3 separate regions of the Mus musculus genome follow, and all the other regions are linked to region 3. A link is a contact called in public promoter capture Hi-C data. All regions are on one chromosome and are shown on one strand. Each heading gives the region's core, a stretch centred on a gene start, on an enhancer-like site or on the middle of the called end of the contact. The rest is flanking DNA. Distances are from core to core; before and after follow the strand shown.

What was found. Promoter capture Hi-C pulls out the DNA fragments that hold promoters and counts their contacts.
Region 1: a promoter capture Hi-C map of hippocampal neurons shows a contact between it and region 3, with 13 times the contacts expected there. The contact joins the promoter of 1700012I11Rik here to the promoter of Zfat in region 3. A contact is called at or near these places in 16 of 39 promoter capture datasets (the 3T3-L1 cell line, 3T3-L1-derived adipocytes, the C10 cell line and 10 more), 1 of 484 Hi-C or Micro-C datasets (embryonic fibroblasts) and 5 of 115 datasets of contacts at active chromatin or transcription factors (the NIH/3T3 cell line, acute myeloid leukemia, embryonic forebrain and 2 more).
Region 2: a contact with region 3 is called in a promoter capture Hi-C map of cranial neural crest. The contact joins the enhancer-like site here to the promoter of Zfat in region 3. A contact is called at or near these places in 14 of 39 promoter capture datasets (the 3T3-L1 cell line, the C10 cell line, the HPC-7 cell line and 8 more), 14 of 484 Hi-C or Micro-C datasets (the G1E-ER4 cell line, the STO cell line, bone marrow-derived macrophages and 7 more), 10 of 115 datasets of contacts at active chromatin or transcription factors (T-cell acute lymphoblastic leukemia, bone marrow-derived macrophages, embryonic forebrain and 6 more) and 2 of 9 other capture datasets (embryonic stem cells and macrophages).

Annotation. Positions count from the first base shown.
Region 1 is chr15:67,224,620-67,228,558 of GRCm38.p6, reverse strand. 1700012I11Rik (RIKEN cDNA 1700012I11 gene) reads right to left here and starts at 1,790. Exons shown (of 9, transcript NR_045140.1): 1 at 1,479-1,790.
Region 2 is chr15:67,108,566-67,112,677 of GRCm38.p6, reverse strand. It overlaps St3gal1 (ST3 beta-galactoside alpha-2,3-sialyltransferase 1), which reads left to right. Exons shown (of 9, transcript NM_009177.4): 5 at 51-247; 6 at 1,267-1,446; 7 at 3,027-3,072. Among named protein-coding and RNA genes, the nearest start is that of Gm31400, 59 kb to the left of the region's middle. Within about 2 kb of position 1,572, at least 23 of the 459 cell types and tissues checked have an H3K27ac peak or open chromatin away from gene starts, as enhancers often do. A contact at or near this core is called in the STO cell line and muscle stem cells, where this site is marked.
Region 3 is chr15:68,257,347-68,261,588 of GRCm38.p6, reverse strand. Zfat (zinc finger and AT hook domain containing) reads left to right here and starts at 2,733. Exons shown (of 16, transcript NM_001145888.1): 1 at 2,733-2,921. The coding sequence starts at 2,903.

The sequences.
Region 1 (3,939 bases), core at 541-3,040, 1.0 Mb after region 3:
TAGTGTGAGTGAAATACTTTCAACCACATAGAACATGACATTTAAAATATATAATAGAACCATACACCAGACAATTCTTACTTGGCCCCTCTTGGGGGAAAAAAGTGTCTTTGTGCTCTCCACGTTTTTCCCTATTATTTTTCCTCAGATCTAGCCATCCTTCAGGGCATATGTGTTCTAGGCCTCTAACGAGATGATTGCCCCACTCTTAGGGGTCCGTTGAGACCCCTCTGCCTCACCAACCTGCATTATATGAATTGTCTTGAGCACAGTACCACCAAACCCAGACAGCACTTGAGTCAAACATCATAAAATTATTATTTCCTCATTAAGACTGGCTTCCATACAGCCCCGGATAGCCTTGAGTTTGCTTTGTAGCTAAGGATAACCTTGAACTCCCGATCTTCCTAAATGCCGGGATTACACGCATGCATGACCATGCCCTACTTTGAGATGCTAGGGGTCAAGCCCAGGGCTAATGACAGTCCAGTACTCTGTTAACTGAACTGAATTCCCAGCCCACTGAATCAGTCATTTCCTCTGGTATGTAAGAATGAAAATGAGCCATGAGGCTCCATGGTGGCTGAAACATAAATCAGGAAACTTGAGAGGTGACGGCAGCTGCATAAGGTTGGAGTGGTGAAAATAGAAACTGTTCCCACCCAGGAAACACACTGAGAATAGGCCATAGGGAATCCAGGCTCTGGCTCCAGCCATCCTGAGCCCTGCCATATTCCTATCCCCTGTTCTAAACACTGTAGTAAAATAGATCTAAAAAATTCCATTGAGGGGTTTCTTCCTGCCTTTGGCAGCTTATGTTCCCAAATGAAAGATGTGTCACATAGCCGTTTTGTTTTTAAATATGCCTTATGCAGTACTGTAGCTCGGCAACTGCCTACCCTCTATGCTGTTGGTTATGTAAGTGAGGTTGAGGTTTCCTGGACTTGGGACTGTGAGAAAGAGTAATGGGAAGCAAGAAGCCACCACGGGCTAGGAAAAGAACCTGTGAGAGATGAGAAAGGAGATCCACCATGACCTAGGGGCCAAGGTGTCCCAGAGGGCTGCCTGGTTGCAGTTTAGAGGAGTTCAGATGGAGCATAATAAATAGTGACTAATAGTTTAGGATTATCTATAGAAAGGTAGATTCTAACAGCGTGGAGGGTAGGCAGCTGCCAGCTATTGTGTTGCATAAGGCATACTAAAATATAAAGCTTTTGTGTGTGTGTGTGTGTGTGTGTGTGTGTGTGTGTGTGTGTGTGTGTTTATCTGGGAACATAAATGGTCTAAGGTGGGAAGAACACCACCACCACCACCCCCCGTGCCGAGGTTTTTTAAAAATATTTTGTACGACAAGACACTGCCTTCATTTCTTCTCCATCATTTTCTCTCTTGCTTTTTGAACAAACTCCAGTTGGATTCCTTCCACCTGTGCCCCAGCCAAGTATAATTAATTCAATTTGTGAACAGACGTGACTTACATGCGTGCCTCTTTCACCTCTAATTTCAGAGCATCGCCTTTGCAAGTGTGGCCTGCCCAGCCAGCCTCGCTGGAAGGAGTCTTCCCTAGAACAAACTGCAGAGAATCAGTGCTTCCGGGAAGCAATTTGCTCGAATGACTCTTACCCACAGTCAGCCACCAGCAGAAGCTATCTTTTTATCAGCAGGCCTACAGGTAGCCCAGCCAGCAATCCACCCTATCACTGAATGGGAAGATGTTGGCATCAAAGAGATCTGATGAACAGGAATTACCACTCTGCTTCAGGTGAACTTTACATGTGACTAATTGCTTTAAGCCTCCATATCCTGGTCTTTCAAGTGTTGCTAATAATAGGCATGTGCCTTCTAGAACCTGGGGGAAGATCCAAGGCGATGGTGCCTGTGATCTCACTTGGAAGGCCTTCTGGCATACAACAAGCATCACATAAGTGACACCTCACATTGCCAGACAGAAGCTAGTCTTCTAGGTTTCTTAAGCTAATGATCATGTCTGCAAGGTCAGGTTCTCCACATGCCCTCCTCCCAGCTACTGTGTCCCCTTGGACTGTGTATTACAAATATGTTGTTATGGTGTTCCTGCCCCGAGCCTTTTATCCATGCCATTCATTTTGCATAGCCATAGCCACAAAGGGTATATCATCACCATAGGCTTGTGCTGTAGGAATAGAGGGCCACAAAAACCATAAAGGATAATAGAAGCCAAGATTTGTTTCTGGTTGTGTGCTAACCCATCACCCAAGACAATCTTTTCCAAGTCTCCTACTCAGTGCCCAAAACTACAGGAGATCCCAAAGCCCTTACATACTGTTTTTCATATTCATACCAACCTATAAGGAAGCCATGTCTATGAATCAAACCCACTTTGAGCATAACAATTATCACCAATGATAAAATAATTACCATGGTAGTTTATAGCAGAATGTATTTGAACCTTAAGAGTTTCTTACTTCTGAATCTTTTTATTTAGTGTTTTCAAAGTATGGTTGATCAGGGGTAACTGAAATCATAGAGAGAGGAATCACAGATAAGGATGGGTAATAATATGCATTGCAAACTGCAAGTGAGATACGTCTCTGTTCCACATCTCTTCATTCCAGGAGCAATAAGCACCACCTAGGCAGGACAAATTTGACTTGTGGCCGAGAGAAAACACATTTAGAGAACACTTCCAGACATTTTCAGGGGATCATGCAATCACATCCACTTCCACTGGATTACCACATGACTTTTTTTTTTTCAATTTTAAACCTACAGCAGATTGGCTTCGTGGGCACGGAACCCTGGATGGCAGAAGGCTGACTGAACTCTCTCCACATTACCAAATTACCTGCTTCAATACTTCTGATCAAAAAGCTTTTCAACTGGTGGCCATTTCTTCCCCTTGACATTTGTCATTTTCCAGATGGCAGTTTTGATTGTGAGGAAAGAGTAAGGACAATGTTGAAAACCTATAACGCCTCAAACAGCCCCTCTCTGCCAACAGAGAATGAAATGACTCAAAATATCAACAATGCTATGGTCAGTGCTTTGGTTTTCTTTCTGTCACTGTGATAAAATATTGACCAAAACCAACTTAAGGAGGAAAGGGTTTATTTCATCTTAAAGCTTACAAGCCATCATTGAGGGAAGCCAAGGCAAGAACTTGTGGGGCAAATTGAAGCAGTAACCATGTGCGAGTGCTGCTTACTCCCATGATTCTCCAACTCACACTCAGCCATCTTTCTTTTACTTCCCAGGACCACCTAGATTTAGAGGTGACATCACCCCTAGTGACTGGTTCCTCCCACATCAATAATTCATCAAGAAAACACTCTGCAGACTTATCTACAGATCAATTTGATGGATGTATTTTCTCAATTGAGGTCCCTCTTCCCAGATAATGCTAGCTTGTATCAAGTGTCAAGTTAGCAAAAACAAACAAAAACTAACCAGAATAGTTGGGAATTCTTGCTCTTGGCTGTGTACATTTTTCTTGAAAATAGAAATCTCAGCTACTTTTTTTAATTGTTAAGTTTCTAATGCTTAGCTCAAAACCTGAACAACTCAGTCATCCACTGTGTCCCTGCTACTAGTACTACTAGTAAGTGGACGTGAGAGAGAACGAATTCTTACCTTCCTAAAATATCTGTGCATCCCCTACGTCTATCACCTGGACCAGGCACATTTTCAGGCCAATGATGTCTGGGATGTGAGTCCAGGGAAAGATCCCTTTCTATCTCTTCCTTTGTTGATTTTTTTGCATGCATGGACTCAGCAAACTATTTTGGAAACCTATTGATCCTCTCCTAGGAAGTCCTCCAACTTGATCTTCTAGATTCTGCCTACCCAGAGAAGAGAGCCTGACTAGAAAGCACCAGTTTCTTTTTATTCTGGATGATAGTAATAGGAATGGATAAATTTATTTCTCTATTTCATTCCCTCCTCTGTTGCTATGACCCTATG
Region 2 (4,112 bases), core at 323-2,822, 1.1 Mb after region 3:
GCTAGAGGCAGTGGAGCCACACTGGCCATTCCCTCTGTTCTCTCCCCCAGAGGCTCCAGCGGGAGAGGAAACCCAACAACCTGAGCGACACCGTCAAGGAACTGTTTCGCCTGGTGCCTGGCAATGTGGATCCTATGTTGAACAAGAGGCTGGTGGGCTGCCGACGCTGTGCAGTTGTAGGAAACTCCGGTAACCTGAAGGACTCCTCGTATGGGCCTGAGATCGACAGCCATGACTTTGTGCTGAGGTGAACACTGGACCCGAGCCCACAGTTCCTCAGAAGTGTGTGAAACACCTTGGCTGAGCTCAAAAGGCCAAGGTTCAAGGCTGGCCGCCCTCTGGGTCTTAGTCTCTTCATCTTTTCTTACCAAGGTGGACTATAATAGAGGGTGTTGCTAGAGATTTTCAATGGGCTGGGGGACTTGGTACCTAAGATCTATTGCATGGCAAAATTTGAAGTCTGGTTCTGTGACTCAGATCTGCCCTCAGCTTTCAATCTAGACCCTGAACCAGAAGCGTTTAATGCCCACTTTGCTTCTTCTGTCCTCAAGTGGAATTGTCATCTCAGGAAAAAGGACCATACCTCCCTTGAGTTTATTGTAATCCATACTCAGAATGTTCTGGGACAGAGAACATAATTAGAGGTGGGACTCAGTATACCCCCCCCACCCAGGTATCTTCTAGAATCTAGAACAATGTTATTTCTGTGTCTTTGACTTCATGTCCATAGGCCCCTTTCCTGGCTCTCAGTGTACCTAGTATCCTGAGGGGATGGCCATGATGAGAGGCAGAGTCAGGCTCAGGGTCAGGCAGACCTGAGTTCAAAGCTATCGTTTGGTAGACAGCTTATCTGGATACCGAAAAAGGCACACCTACTAGGTTACCCACGACATGGGTGGTCAATGATCGGAGAGCAAGACCCACCCAACTTGCTTTTATAAATAAATAACTAAATGCCTTGGCCTCTGTTTTGCTGGATTAGGGATGGAATTTGGCTATGCATGCTAGGCAAGCTTTCTTCCTCTGACCTGGTTACTTCCCACACCACAGGCTGCCCTTGAACTCACCATCCTCCAGGCCGAGCCTTCCAAGTAGCTGGGATTTCAAACCAGCTCGTCCAGGTCTGTCTGGCCTATGTCTACAAGGTTCCCATTGTACACACGGAGAAACTGAAGCCTAGGGAAGAAGGGAGTCACCTGCAGTTACCACACAGGTGACTCCAACTCCAGCATCCTTACTGAGTACCCTATTTTTCTCCTCTCCCAGGATGAACAAGGCACCCACAGTGGGTTTTGAGGCAGACGTTGGGAGCCGGACCACCCACCATCTCGTGTATCCTGAGAGCTTCCGGGAGCTGGGAGAGAATGTCAACATGGTCCTGGTCCCCTTCAAGACCACCGACCTGCAGTGGGTGATCAGCGCCACCACCACAGGCACCATCACTCAGTGAGTTCCTCTAGGGTCTGCCCTATGTCCAGCTGTCTCATACAACGTATCACTCCTGCTGGGCTGTTCCGTAAGGTTCCTCTTCCCCGTGCCTCCTGGTACATATGTGACAGGTCCTAACTGACTGGTCCCCTCACCTCCTAGCATCATCCATACTCCAAACTTTGTGCTATAGTTTGCTTCCTTCAAACTCTCTGGAATCTCTTAGATGAACCCCAGGAAAGGACTCAGCATGTGGCAGCTCCCTGCTGCTCCTCAGTGCTGGGGGCCCCCTTTGCAGCATAGAACAGGCAGGAGCTGCTGAGTGCATACTTTGTGGCTAAGTCAACGATTGGCTCTCCAACAGTAAGTGCTGCCATCTGCTCCTCAGGCATGGCGCCTATCATTTGAAACTTAGCATCTCTCATTTGATCCTCCCAGCAGTGCTTCTCATTAGCTCTGGCCTCCAGGGAGCAACCATAGCAGGGGCCAAACCACTTGCCCAACAGTGAACTTGACCCAGAGCCCATGCAACCATCTGGGTCTAATTCCTCGGTCCCTGACTTTTCTCAAAGGGGAGTGGCTTCCATTTCCAGATGTCCACGTAACTCCTAGTCCTAGCCCTGGTCTCCCAGGAGGCAGAGCCAGAGTCAAGAACTACGGGTTCCAAGAACTCCGTGCCTCCAGGGTAAAGAGTGCAAGGGAAGGGCTCAGCAAGAGATTGGGCCAGGCAGCTGGCTCAAGATTCTCCCCTGATACTCTACAGCATGGAGAGCCTAAATTGCACAAGTTAGATTCCATGTGGTAGTGCATTTTAAACCTTGATGCTACAGCCCATGTCTGCTTGCATGAGCTAGAGACAGCCATAGGTCACCCGTGTCAGTTCCCCAGCATCAGCCTGAGCCCCACTACTGAGCACAGATGTTCTGGCTCTGGAGAATGGAGTCAAATATTCCTAGGCCTCTGAAAGGCTGTGCTCATAGCAAGTCTCCATTCTGGCCCATCAAGCCATAGAACTTTCTCTCTTTTTTTTTCTTGGATATTTTCTTTATTTACATTTCAAATGTTTCCCCTTTCCAGGTCTCCACTTCAGAAACCCCCCTACCCCCCACCCACCCCCTCACCTCTATGAGGGTGTTCCCCCACCCACCCACTCCCATCCTCCTGCCCTGGCATTCTCCTACACTGGGGCATCGAATACTCTCAGGTCTGAGGGTCTCTCCTCCCACTGATGTCCAACAAGGCCATCTTCTACCACCTATGTAGCCAGTGCCATGGGTCGCTCCATGTGTATTCTTTGGTTTGTGGTCCAGTCCCTGAAAGTTCCAGGGGGTCTGGCCTGTTGACACTGTTGTTCCCTCCATGGGGCTGCAAACCCCCTCAGTCCCTTCTCCAATCAGGGACTCCCAAGCTCAGTCCAATGGTTGGCGTAGAACATTCTCAAACCATCTAGAGTCACACCCCGATGGTTCTGCTGGAGAAGGAGCTATGCTGGGGCAGGAAAATGGCTTCTCGGGGCCTAAGCCTCCCTACCCATACCACACTGGCTGTGTCACTCTCCACACTAAATACCTTAAATACCTCCTCTTTCCCATCTGCAGCACCTATGTCCCCGTGCCCCCGAAGATCAAAGTGAAACAAGAGAAGGTAAGAGGCAGCTTGGGACCTTCCTACTCTGCCCTGATTTTTCCAAGATTTGGTGCTATGATGGTGCACTGGGCCACACAGAGTGCCCAGGCCCTGGGCATCTTTGCTGCTAAGGACAGGTCTCCAAAGTGCATCTCCAGAATAGCAGAACTACCTGGGAACTTGCCACAAACATGACCCTCTAGGAGTACCCAGACCTACTACAGCCAACCCAGGGTAGCACCCTGGAGGGTGAAGGCAATATAAGCTTTGATGTTGGGTATTTTGGCTTTTTGTTTTGTTTTGTTTTGTTTTGTTTTGTTTTGTTTTTGAGTTGTTCCTGGAAGCTTCTCAAAGCCACACTCCCCTCTCTCTCTATTCTCACCCTATCCTTTCCAGTGAGTCTTTGTTCTGCACTGGCCCAGTCCTGGGCAAAAGCAAAAACAGTGCAAAAACCCCACCATATACTGTCACACTTGAGGAGGCTCAGAGAGGGCCAGTAACTTGCCCAGGGACATAGCCTACCTCGATCATGCTAGGACTAGATGAAGTCCCTGTGTGCCTGCGACATGCTGACCTTGGCCTTGGGCACCACTGTCCCAGAAAGAAGCCACAGGCATCTTCTAGAGTGGGTCTTTCTGCTATGACCCCAGTAAACCTGAAGCAAGGCTGAGAAACAAAGAGCCCTCCAGAGACCTGCCTAAATCCTTTGTTGCTCCCAAAGTCCCCTTCACTGTCCCCAAAGCAGCCACAGGGGTCAAAACCAAGGCCATGCCTGTCACAGGGAGACCTCCCTGGATGTGTAACACTAAACCTGCTGCTTAGCCTTTCTGAGCCCTAGTGACTTCATTAGGCGAAGAGGAAAGCCTTGCATAGAGTTTGCCTTAGGTCAGAGTTTTCAGTCAGTGCCAAGCAGAACAGGTGGCCCATGGGTACATTTTTTAATGCAGCATGACACTGTGATGATTCCTCACACTACTTCTTGGAACACTTCTGGGGTCTTGGGTCACACTCCCTGTCCCCATAGGATTTTTATTTCAGTACCACTGTCCATTCAAGGC
Region 3 (4,242 bases), core at 1,484-3,983:
ATGTTGATATCAATAGCTTATGCTGTCCTTTTGGACAACATCCCTATTTAGGTTTTTAACATGTTGACTAAAATTGCTTCTTTCTCTCCTTGTCTTTTAATAGTTTTGTGGCTCAAAATCCATGCTAAGGTTATATGTATCCTTTTCTAAGACTGATTTCAATCAGTACTATATAAAATTATGTACATAAACTGTTTTCATATAAATGCATTTACTATTGATATAATTATTTAATATTGCTACAAATATATTTAATTATGCAAGGCCACTAAATTTCTCATATAACTAAATAGCATGTCATGTCCATAGATTTGGACACGGATTCCTCCCTGAGCCCTCTTGATAGGTGGACTACCACTAGTGGGCAAGCTGGGACCGAGCTCCTCTAGGAACCAATAAAGCATGAGAATATTCATTATGAACTTCTCAGTGATTTCCATTTCATTCCATTAGTTCTTCTCTCTTAACTGAAGGCATCTAGAAATGTAAAGATTAAAAATGTCAGTCAGGGCTAAGGAGATGGCTCAGGGGTAAAGCTCTTTTGCCCAAACATGAGGGCCTAAGTTTGGATTCTAGGCACCTTCTAAAAAACGCTAGGTGTGGTGGGCTTGTGATCTTAGTGCTGAGCGAGACAGGAGGATCCTAGGGGTTCATTGGCCAGCCAGGCTAGTCAGACAATGAGTTTCAGGTTCAGCAAGAGGCCCTATCTCAAAACATGAGGTACACAACAATAGAGAAGACTGAAAGCTAGCCTCTGCCTTCTAAGTGCACACTCATGTCCCCATCTGAAAGTGTGAGCCACACAAGAAGGTGAGGAAGCAACTGTGGTGTCTCCATTCACAAAACTGCCTTCCGTCCCTTTCCTTACTAATTTCCTCCTTCTTGGGACCAGCCTGGGAAAAGATATGCAATAAGTCTTTTTTGAAAAAATGAGTAGATTTAAGGAAGGAATAGTGGAGAAAAATCACAGCCACCCCTCACCCCCTCAAGACCACATCTACAGTCAGTTTTTTTTTTTTTCTTCTTCTTCTTCTTAAAAAAAATTTGGCTTTACTGTTTGGGAGCCATTGAGTTTTGAGATATATGTTAACTAGCTTCATTTCCAAAACTGATTTTGGCTACAACATTCAAGAGCAATCGACCCACCTGCTAATCAATCAATAGTATTTCAGTGCTGCTTTTTAAGAAAGGCAGCCCAGCACAAAACCAGTATTGTCAGCAACCAGCACAACTCACATGTCCTGACAGAAAATTAGTGTAAATATTTGGAGTTCTAAAAAGGAAATCACATCAATGCAGCATTCTGGTTAGTTCATTTTCAAATGAAAGATGTTACTGTTCCCCTGCCACGCAGCCCTCCCTGAGGCAGAAGTTAGTGGAGGTGAAGCAACAACTTCCTGATTCTCCTCACATTGTGTCTACCGGCATCTGGTGGGTTGTGGAAAGGTGGGGCCACACACTTCATGGACTGTCTATGTGATCTCAAAAAAGCTACACAACCTTCCTGAACACCTGTCCTTTGCTCACCTGCCCACTGAAATAAAGATGTTTTTAAATATGTACTAAACAGAAGAATGAAGAATTAGACCAGTCATCTTAAGGTTCACTGCCCAAAGGCACGTCAACGTTTCTGGTTTTTGTTTTTAAAAAAGTGAACAAAATGAATGAGCTCATTCAGTCGTTCAGTAGCATTACTATGAAATCTGTGATGGGTAGGCAAAGACTAAAAGACCCAGGGGCCTTTGTGACAGGACCCTCTCTCCGCTCGGCAAACTCAGTCCATGGCAGAAAGGGGTAGCAAACAGTTATGCGCAACTGAATGTGAAGAAGTAATAAACACATGACCTCGACCTGTGGGGGTAAGAGAGAGGAACCTAGAGCTGTCTGAGGAGCACTCCAAGCTAAACACTACAGAAGGACTATACTCAGCATTTCACCAGCACTGTAAAAACAAACCAGGGCTGCCCAGACGCCGGTCATTTCCGTCCTGCTTCTTTTAACATTTTTCTCTTGTTTCTGTATGTGTGGAGTACTTTTTTACAATGGCTAATTTAAAAACCTTTCTAAAAGATAGCTTTACCAGCACAAGTACGACTGTTATTATTATATATATACTTAATTGGCCAACTCTAAAACTCATTCCCAGTTTCGAATGCTAAAAAGCTGACCAAGATAGGTAGGGATAAGGGACTTCGATGTCGGTAGAAATATATTCTATCAAAGTTACGTGGAACAGACGCTTCCTGCAGCGTGCGGAGGGGGCTCTAAGCTCCTAACATAAAAAACGGAAAGGTGGTCACTGAGCTTCCAAAAAAAAAAAAAAAAAAAAAAAAAAAAAAGATGTGCGAGGCACTGTCACTTCCAACCCGGCTCGTCCCGGACCCTGGGAGAGCCTGCCTGGGCCAACTACACCTAGTCAACCCGACCGGCAACTTGGGAAACTGAGCCCCGGAAAAGCTAGTATGCAAAGGGGCGCACTAGCCTGCCCACTCGCAGCCGTCCCCGCACGGAAGAGGATTCAGGACATTCCGGGTCCTGACTCCCACGTCCCAGGATCACAGCGTCCCGCCCCGGGCGTGGCCCAAAACAGCGCGCAGAACGCCGGGACGAGAGGCCGGCACCTAGGGTAGCCGCGAGCATGCGCACTGTGCCTTGCGTGCCGAGGGCGGTTCCCCGCGACCGACGTCGCTACGTAGGCGTCGGATCCCCGGGGAGAGGAGGGCGAAGACTCCATCCGCCATGTTGGATGCCGCAGATTCGCCATAACCTCTCCGGCTCTTTCCCTAAAAAAATCAAAATAAAGAGCGAAGTTTCCTCAGGGTGTCCGACTTTCTCGCTCAGCCCGGGAGGGAGCCGGGAAGAGCCCGAGGCTTTTTTTTTCCTCCGCCGTGGGGGCGTTGCCATGGAGACGCGGACGGCAGGTGAGCGGGGATGGGGGTTGGGGCGCGGCGGGGTGGGGGTGGGGCGCGGCGCCGCGCGGGAAACCGCTCGTGGTGTGCAGTGGGGAGGCCGCGCGCAGACTCGGGCCGGCGGAGGGATCCACGGGCGGGCGGAGCGCCGACGTCGCAGCGTTCTGCGGCCCACGTTTGGAAGCTGGCTTGATCCTGCCGCAGGAAAGAAAAAAAAGGGAGGCGGTGGAGAGCAAGCGAGGGGAGCGCCCTGCGCGCCTGGGGAGCAGTTTCCAGGGCTGTGGGCGGTGCCAGGGCGCCCGCCAGCGGCCATCCGCGGGCGTCTGGCTGCATAGGTGTTCGAGTCCCGTTGCCTGCCGCTGTTTGTGTGAGCTTTGAGTTGGCTTCTTGCTTAGTCAACAGTTTCGTAAAGTAGATGACTTCCCCTTCCCAGTGATCAACCCCGTGTTCTTAGCCAGGACGTGCTTCAAGTCCAGCCTTCTCTAGTGACCTTCAGAGGGAGCGGCCAATGAGAGAGATGGGCTTTATCACGGGTGACCCTGTCCCATGCAAGTAGTCATTTGCCTTCTGTCTTTGGCCCAGTGCTGTAGGGCATTGTCCTCGTGCGCTTGAACGAAGTGGCTCCAGGCCACTTCCTCCAGGCAGCCCTCAGACTGTCTAGCCAGAAGCTGCTTTAGCTGGTCTCATTGGAAGGGTAGACTTTTCACTTAACCCCTGGTGACTCCCCTTAACCTTAAGCTTGTGACCTCTAGCCTGTGATTGACACCAATTTAGACTCTTGGACCCTGACTTCCGAGGGTCGCTGCCAGTGTCTCCTGGTTGTTCTTAGTTGGTCATTCACTGAAGAAGAGAAAAGTTGAGAGCCCAGATTCCTGACAGTGGAGCTTTAAAGAGATCGGACTTCTGGCTTGGAAAACAATGTGAACCATATGTTTGCTTGGCCTTTGTCACTGTCCCCTGGAATTCAGACAGGCTCTTAGTAGGGGTGACCTTCTATTGAATGACTGAGTGAAGGAGCTGCTGATCATTTGTACACGTCACTGTGGTTTCCTGCTGGAGCCTGGGTCCATCCATACAGGGGACAGAAAACTCACGTTCCTGGGGCTTACCTCCACTACTCTCCACCTTTAGCTTTGGAACCTATCACTTGATCTGTGAAATTAGTGTTGGTGCTACAGAGTGGCTATAGGTCAAAGGGACACACAACAAGCCCCAAACAGGTTATCTTTCTGTTTTCCAGCCATGACAAGTGAAGAAGGCTCATAGTTTGAACAAAATGTATTTCTGTCAGCTCGTTTCTGGGAAATTTCCCGTTTTGGTGTTGGAAAGGCGG